Linked DNA regions of Sus scrofa: region 1 is linked to region 2. Evidence: chromatin contacts called from public Hi-C data. All regions are on one chromosome and are shown on one strand. The core of a region is the stretch at or near the end of the contact, and the rest is flanking DNA. Distances in the headings are between cores, read along the strand shown. Region 1 overlaps LOC110255835 (a long non-coding RNA gene). Region 2 has its middle 260 kb from the start of NDFIP2.

Region 1 (3,852 bases), core at 780-3,279, 850 kb after region 2:
GGCTCAGAGATAATGCAGTGCAACAGCAGCATCTTCACACAGGAAGCAGAAGGCTGGTCTTTAGAAAAAAATCAATTCTCTGCTATTTGCAATATATATAGTTATAGGCAGAGCAAAGAGAGAGAGCGAGCGAGTTCAGTTGTTATATGACCTTGAGAGAGAGCTATATGCTTGGCTAAAGTGGTATTTCTGTATATTTGCTTCTCTAAGTAAAGTTTAAAAGTTACCATGTTATAAAAGGTTGGAAAACATAGGCAGTTGTAATTCTGAGGAGAAAATGGTAGAGCAGTATGACAGCCTTTTGCAAAATGTCCCTGCTTTCCCATTTTTCTTCTTCCATCTCTCTATTTTTCATAATCTCTTTTTTCTTCTTTCTCTCTATTTCTTGCTTTCTCTTTTTCTATCCTCTAAGTTGTCTGTCCTTTAGTGTATGTATGTGTATGTGTGTATATATGAATATATTTATTTTAACCAGCAATGCAACTTTTTCCAAGGTCATAGCTACCAGCATCTGGTATTCTTCATAAAAGTGGGATCAGTAAAAAATATTTGCATGGAAAGGAAGAGCAGCGATTCCCCAGGCTCTGTGCAACAGCTGACGCTTCTTCCACCTGGTGTTGAGCAAGATCCCTAGGGGGCAATGACAGGAAAGAGACCCGCAGTGCAAACTCCTAGATGCTTTAAGATCTGTCACTTTAGGGCCAAGCCTTCTCACACCTGGGTGATGAATGGACTTTCCATTTACAATTAGATAAGAAAGAAACTTTGTCATGTATTATTTTCAGGAGGAGAAGTTGGGGGGATGTTTTAATAGCTGGAAAAGAGGATAAATTAGTTTCAGAATGGGCCGTTGCACCTGACATTGCTGTGTTTTCAGATTAAAATGAGGTTTATTTTTGCCAAGGAGCAGTACTCCTAGAGTCTCACTTTGTTTAGTATTTTTTTAAAATTTAATATCACATTATAGGTATTAAAAGTACATTTCACTTTGCTAAAAAAGTACATTTCACTTTGCATATTAATGACTAATAAGACATTTTAAAGAACCTCCCTCTTCTGTGTTTCTAGAGAAGAGATTTATGTGAAGTAGGTATCTGTCTGGATTTAGATACAGGACAGGCTTGATCTGTTGTGTTTACCCAACACAATGAACAGAGATGCTTACTGGGACATGAGCAACTGAAATAGCAAATACGATTAGATCAGAATGAGAGAAAGTCTCCAGATTGAAAAATAAATCAGTATCATATGGTATTGGGTGACTTATTCTTAAAATTATACTTACAATGCTATGATTTGTTTGCGGGCCCTATTTATCCACCATGTAACTATACTACCCATTTATTTCTTTGTGTGTGTGTGTTCTGATCCCTGAGAGAGGTTTTAGGATTGTCACCAATACATATATTTATACACACACACACACACACACATATGTATGTGGCTGTTTTGTGCATATGCATTTGCCTTAGAAATTAGGTCTAACTAAGATTTCCACTAATCATGAGTAAAATAGAAAGTACTTAAGTCATTTGTATAGACTTAATTTTCAGGCCATTCCCATTACATTATAGAGAACAACAGAAGAAAGAAAGAGATTTTTCATAGAACTAAGCAGAATAAGGCTCTCTACTTGGAAATACACAGGGAGTCTTTTCAGTTTGAGGCCACAAAACCAGTGCAGAAGAAAGGCTACGGTTGAGGGGAAGGGTCAATGGCAATGCGTGCCAGCAGCGTCAACATGGAGAAAGAGTTTGTATGAAAACATCCAATACGGCTGCTGTCACAATGACCTGAGATGAAACCAGTGATGATAATGCAAAGAACCAGAGATAGGAGGGGTCACTTGTGTGAGGCAGCAAGAAAAAGCCAGCTCTGACTCCTCACTCGTGATTGTCTCGTGTTATAAATCCCCAGGTTTTCAACCTCCTTTTGTGAGACACTCTTTATGCATGAAAAGAAGTCTCTCTATCGTAATAACCTGAGTAACATCATCGTCTTAATTGGCTGGTGCATCTTGTCTTGAGCCTCAGTGCTGAATTTCTATCACTGTCATAAGCAACAGTCTGGGATGAAGACAAAATGCCATTTGAGATGCTGTATTTTTCAACCGGTATTTTGGATGTGGAATATACTTTTTAAAAGTAGTGGATATTTTAAATATTTTTAGGGACCGATACATACATGTTTACCACAAGAAGGGAGAGGAGACTTGTTCTTCAGTCAATGACATACGTGGTCAAGGCTTAATAGTACTCAGGAATGAGTTATGTGACTCACCGGTTATATGACTCACTGGTAGCATAACCTTGAGAAATTACTTTGTCTTACAAGCCTTCGTTTCCATACCTTTCTTGTTTCCTATCTAGTGGGGTTTTATTGTGAAAATTCAAATAAATAATATGAGTGGCCCTTAAATCTACGGTAGGATTGGCTGTTTTTATACAATCTATCCTTTTATTAAAGTTCTAAAATCATTATTTCTGGTTCCATCCAAGAGGATTTAGATAATGGGGATGCCAGAAAGACTTCATTAGAGTATCACTGCTCTGAATTCCTGTTATAACCCTAAGGACATTGATTATAGGAAAATCTACTTTACCCCATTTATTTGAGGAATAAGTAAACATCTATTGTGTTCTAGGAATATTATTTCCAAGCAATGATTGGATAAAGGCAGATTGATTTTTGCTTTTGTTTTATGATCATTATTCCATTTGGGTAGAAGCTATAAAGAACATCATTAGCAAAAAACAACCAACCTGTTTTTCAGATGAGTCTAAGCGCATCAAAAATATAGTTCGGCAAATGAATATATGATTGTACAGATTAGATCTTGCCAACAATTGTAAGTGCTCACAGGGGTTAGTAAGTTGGCCCTGTCTCTGTTATAGCTTATAGAGTTCTCTGGACTGGCAACAGCCTCCTGTAGTCAATTATACATTCACGATTAAGAATGAAAATTACAATTCTTTTCTAAAACAGAGACCACAGCATACCTAGAAAATAAACTATAGAGCCCAAATGAGGTTCACTGTTTTAATGAATGCTAGCAAAGTGCTATGAGTAGGAAATTCAAATTGATTAGATATGTGCTAAAAATGTTTCTAGCAAAAAAGAAAAAAAGTTTGCTAGAAACTACCATACCTTTCATTTCAGAGTGAGTGACTTACTGCGCTATGTTGTAAATTATACGTGCCTCTCTTTGTCATTTATAGCATGAATTATTCTACTTGAGTTCAGAAATGAATGGAGGCTAACTGGATACATAATTGCTATTGCTTCAAAAAATACTATTCAATAAAGTTTTGTGAATTATATTTAAATGAGTCAGTCAGTTTGGGAGTGAAGTTCCTATGCATTTGTAAAATTAAACTATGCATGAACAGTTGAAAATTGTATGCGCTTTTATTAAACGGCTCAACTGTTGAGGTAACCTCCCAATAACTGTCTCATACCCCTTCTCCAAGGAAACCCATCATTTAAGAAAGCCTAGAAAGAGAGGGATAGCCTCTGGGTAGCTCTGTATAGGAGTAGAATTAATTCTGCCAAATGAAATTAGGTAAGGAATTCCTAAAACAAGGCTCACCATAGAGGCTGCCTCTCTTTTGTTTTTATAATTTCAAATCTGAGACTATCAGCAAGAGGAAATAAAATGAAAAATATGATGTTAAATATGTATGTGTAAAATTATTTGTGTATAGCTTCTTCTAGTTTTCTCTTCCTCTTTAAATTATATACAAGCTCTAAGTTAGAGTAAGGACAATAGCTAATGTATATTTTACACTCTGGAAATTCAGCATTGTGCTGAGTGCTGTTAAGAGATTTTATCTCACTTAATATTCTCATTAT
Region 2 (3,327 bases), core at 465-2,964:
GCTGCACTTGCAGAATATGGAAGTCCCCAGGCCAGGGGTCAAATCGGAGCTGCAGCAGAGGCCTTTGTCACAATGACAGCAACAGCAGATCCTTAATCCACTGAGTAAGTCCAAGGATTGAAGCAGCATCCTCACAGAGATAATAGGTCCTTAACCTGCTGAGCCACAATGGGAACTCTATAACGTTGCTGCATTTAATTCTATTGGACTAATGATTCCGATTTCCCATCCTGTTTAACAATCATTCTAGTATTTTTCAAAGAGTAAGTGGTTTAGGTATAGGGCTCTTAGTTGAATCCTACAACATATAATATTTTAAATAAAATTGACCTGATTTTCAGACAAGATCAGGCATGTTCAGGGTGGTATGGCCGTAGACAAATTTGACCTGATTTTCAGAGTGTTGTTTGGAGTCTTTGTAAGTTAAACTTTTATTTTTGGTAAAAAATTTTTTTTCTAGTAGTTGTTTGGGGGATTCAGGGATGAAGGAAACCACAGCATGAAAATAAGACCATGTAGCATCCAATCAAGACAGGTTTGGACCATATTTTATGACAATTTCTAGAACCAGCCAAGAGCTTCTATAACAACTTTTTTTGAGCTGCACATTATGTGATTTCTGAAACTGTAGTAATTTCTACATATTTGTTCTTTTGTTACCCTTGCCTATTCTTTGTTGTTTATACTGTTATTTTGGAGGAAGTGGGAGCTTGTAACACTGTCTTCTACCTCGGAGTTTACCTTGCAGACTGTTGACTTGGGTAAATGGAGGTATCTGTGAGGAAGGAAGGAAAAGTACCTGATGCTTGAAGGACCCTGGCAATAAAGTAGGGGCTCCAGGAGCAAAGGAGACGCTTATCTCAAAGGCCTTTACGCACTGAGGCCTGAAAGCCATGCCTCAGTCCTGGCAACCGTTGGGTTGCAGTCAGACCAGGGCAGAGGTAAATTGTAGGTTATTTGGGGGCAATTTTTCAGAGTTGAAAATTTTCCAAACCACTCAAAGATATACTGTGTGAGCACCAAGCTGATGCCTCCTATCAGTCTTAGCCTCACTCAGATTCAGTGATATATACATATATAAAAGAATTCAGCAGTTCCCTGGTGGCCTAATGGTTAAGGACACAGCATTGTCCCTGCTGCGGCTGGGCTTACTATATGGCCCAGGTTCAATCTCTGGTCCAGGACCTTCTGCATGTTGCTGGCATGGCCAAAAACCAACCAAACAAAAAAGAATTCACTCCACCTTAGCATTAATTGACTTAAAAAGTGTAACTTTACTCACACATAAAAATCTCCCCCATCCCAAATGACCCACTTTGAAAAGGAGAGAATTAGTATCCATGCTAGACACAGCTCCTCTCATTTTAATCCTTACTGTCATCTGTCATGATCAGTATTTTATCCCCATTTTCTAGGTGATGGTATGAGAGGCAGAGACCAGCTTGGCTGTTTTCCTAAGGTGACACAGGTAGTACGCAAGTCCTTTGAACTCAAGCGACATATAGACCTTTCAATTAAATTTTCCTTCTCTTCCACCCCGTTGTCTGGAGAACATCTAAAATTGCATTAAATACTACAAAGAAGTGGACTTCATTCTGAGATGTTAGATTTCAGAGAGGCCTTTTCAAAATGTTCCAAAGATGCCAGTTCCTGTGAGAAACTGTGTGACAATTAAGACCTTCACCTTCGGGTGGCAGCTGAGGAATGTATTAGAAACAGGACCCAAAGTGGTGTTACGTCACTTCTATAAAAAACACAGGAAGGAGAGGAGGAAAGAGTGGGCAGTGAGAGAAACCAAAAAAAAACCTGAGTTGCTCTGGGTTCGCAGGCACATTGGGATCTGAAGAATGTGAGGTCTGCGTGGGATATCAAAGCACTGTGCTCATAGGCTCCTAATTGGTCTTCCTTCTGCCCTGTGCGCCCTGCAGTCTATTTCTGGCCGCTGCCTTCCTTGTTCTGTTAAGTCAATTATGTCATTTCTCATGCAGACTCTGCAACAGCTTCGCCCTCTAAATTGGAGTAAAAGACAAAATCCTCCTTGCCACCCTCTTCCCATTTCTTTTTTCTTTTCTTTCTTTTCTTTTTTCTTTTTCCTTTGGTTTTTAGGGCCACACCTGTGGCATATGGAAGTTGCCAGGCTAGGGGTCCAATCAGAGCTACAGCTGCCAGCCTACACCACAGCCACAGCAATTCAAGATCCCAGCCGCATCTGCAACCTACTTGACACCATAGCTCATGGCAATGCTGGATTCCTGACCTACTGAGTGAGGCCAGGGATCGAACCCACATCCTCATGGATCCTAGTTGGATTTGTTTCTGCTGCGCCACAATGGGAGCTCCTCCCCTCCTGTTTCTTTCACTGCATTTCTTCTCCCACTCCTCACCCCAGTGCTCAGGGTACTCCAGCCACACTCACCTCACTACTCCTGAGAAGTACCAGGCACACTTCCCCCTCACTGCCAGTGCATGTGCTCTTCCCTCTACCTGGAAAACTCTCCCCCCCAACCCCATGGACCCCCCCCATTCCTCAGAGTCCATGCTTTCATCCCTTTTATGTCTCCTTCTGTGGCCACGCAATGTAAAATGTCCCCTACAGTCAACCTTCATCTCCTCCTTACCTTTTTTTCTTTTATTTCTTCCTCCCTCCCTTCCTCCTTTCCTTCCTTCCTTCCTCCCTCTCTTCCTTCCCTCCCTCCTTCCCTCCTTCCCTCCTTACTTCCTTTCATGGCCACACCCATGGCATATAGAAGTTCCCTGGCCAGGGATTGCATCTGAGCTGCAGCTACAACCTATACCACAGCTGAGGCCACGTGGGATCCTTTAACCCACTGAGCCAGGCTGGGGATTGAACGTCTGTCCTCCGCAGTGACTTGAGCCACTGCAGACGGATTCTTAACCCACTGTGCCACAGCAGGAACTCCCCCCTTCTTTACGTTTATTCACTTCTTAGTGGCCTTATCATGACAAACAATATATTTTACTTTCCTTTTTAATTTGTTCCCTGTCTTCCCCTGTAGAAATCTAGCTTTTTGAGAATTGAGTTTTTGTTGGTACCGCTGCCTGCTGTATCCTTGGCTTCTGGAGTAGGACCTGGCACAAAGTAAATGCCTAAAAAAAGTTTGTTAATTATTAAAATGGTAGTTGCCTAATATGTGGTAGATTGGTTGCAAAAGTGGCCCCAAGTAATGACCTCCCTATATCTATGCCCTTTGCATCTTTGTGTCACACAAAGATTTGGGATTTGGGGTTTACTTCTCAACCCTTTGAATTTCAGCTGTATTTGCTTTGGCCAATAGATTGAGATATATATGACATTGGCCCAGTTCC

What was found. Hi-C and Micro-C count contacts between places; a contact is called where the count stands out from the background.
Region 1: a contact with region 2 is called in a Hi-C map of embryonic fibroblasts, with 1.9 times the contacts expected there. The contact joins two enhancer-like sites. A contact is called at or near these places in 3 of 47 Hi-C or Micro-C datasets (embryonic fibroblasts and liver).

The regions. Positions count from the first base shown.
Region 1 is chr11:52,599,517-52,603,368 of Sscrofa11.1, forward strand. The region is part of intron 2 of LOC110255835 (a long non-coding RNA gene); the gene reads right to left. Among named protein-coding and RNA genes, the nearest start is that of SPRY2, 440 kb to the left of the region's middle. Within about 2 kb of position 2,030, at least 4 of the 83 cell types and tissues checked have an H3K27ac peak or open chromatin away from gene starts, as enhancers often do. A contact at or near this core is called in embryonic fibroblasts, where this site is marked.
Region 2 is chr11:51,749,622-51,752,948 of Sscrofa11.1, forward strand. No RefSeq gene overlaps it. Among named protein-coding and RNA genes, the nearest start is that of NDFIP2, 260 kb to the left of the region's middle. Within about 2 kb of position 1,715, at least 10 of the 83 cell types and tissues checked have an H3K27ac peak or open chromatin away from gene starts, as enhancers often do. A contact at or near this core is called in embryonic fibroblasts, where this site is marked.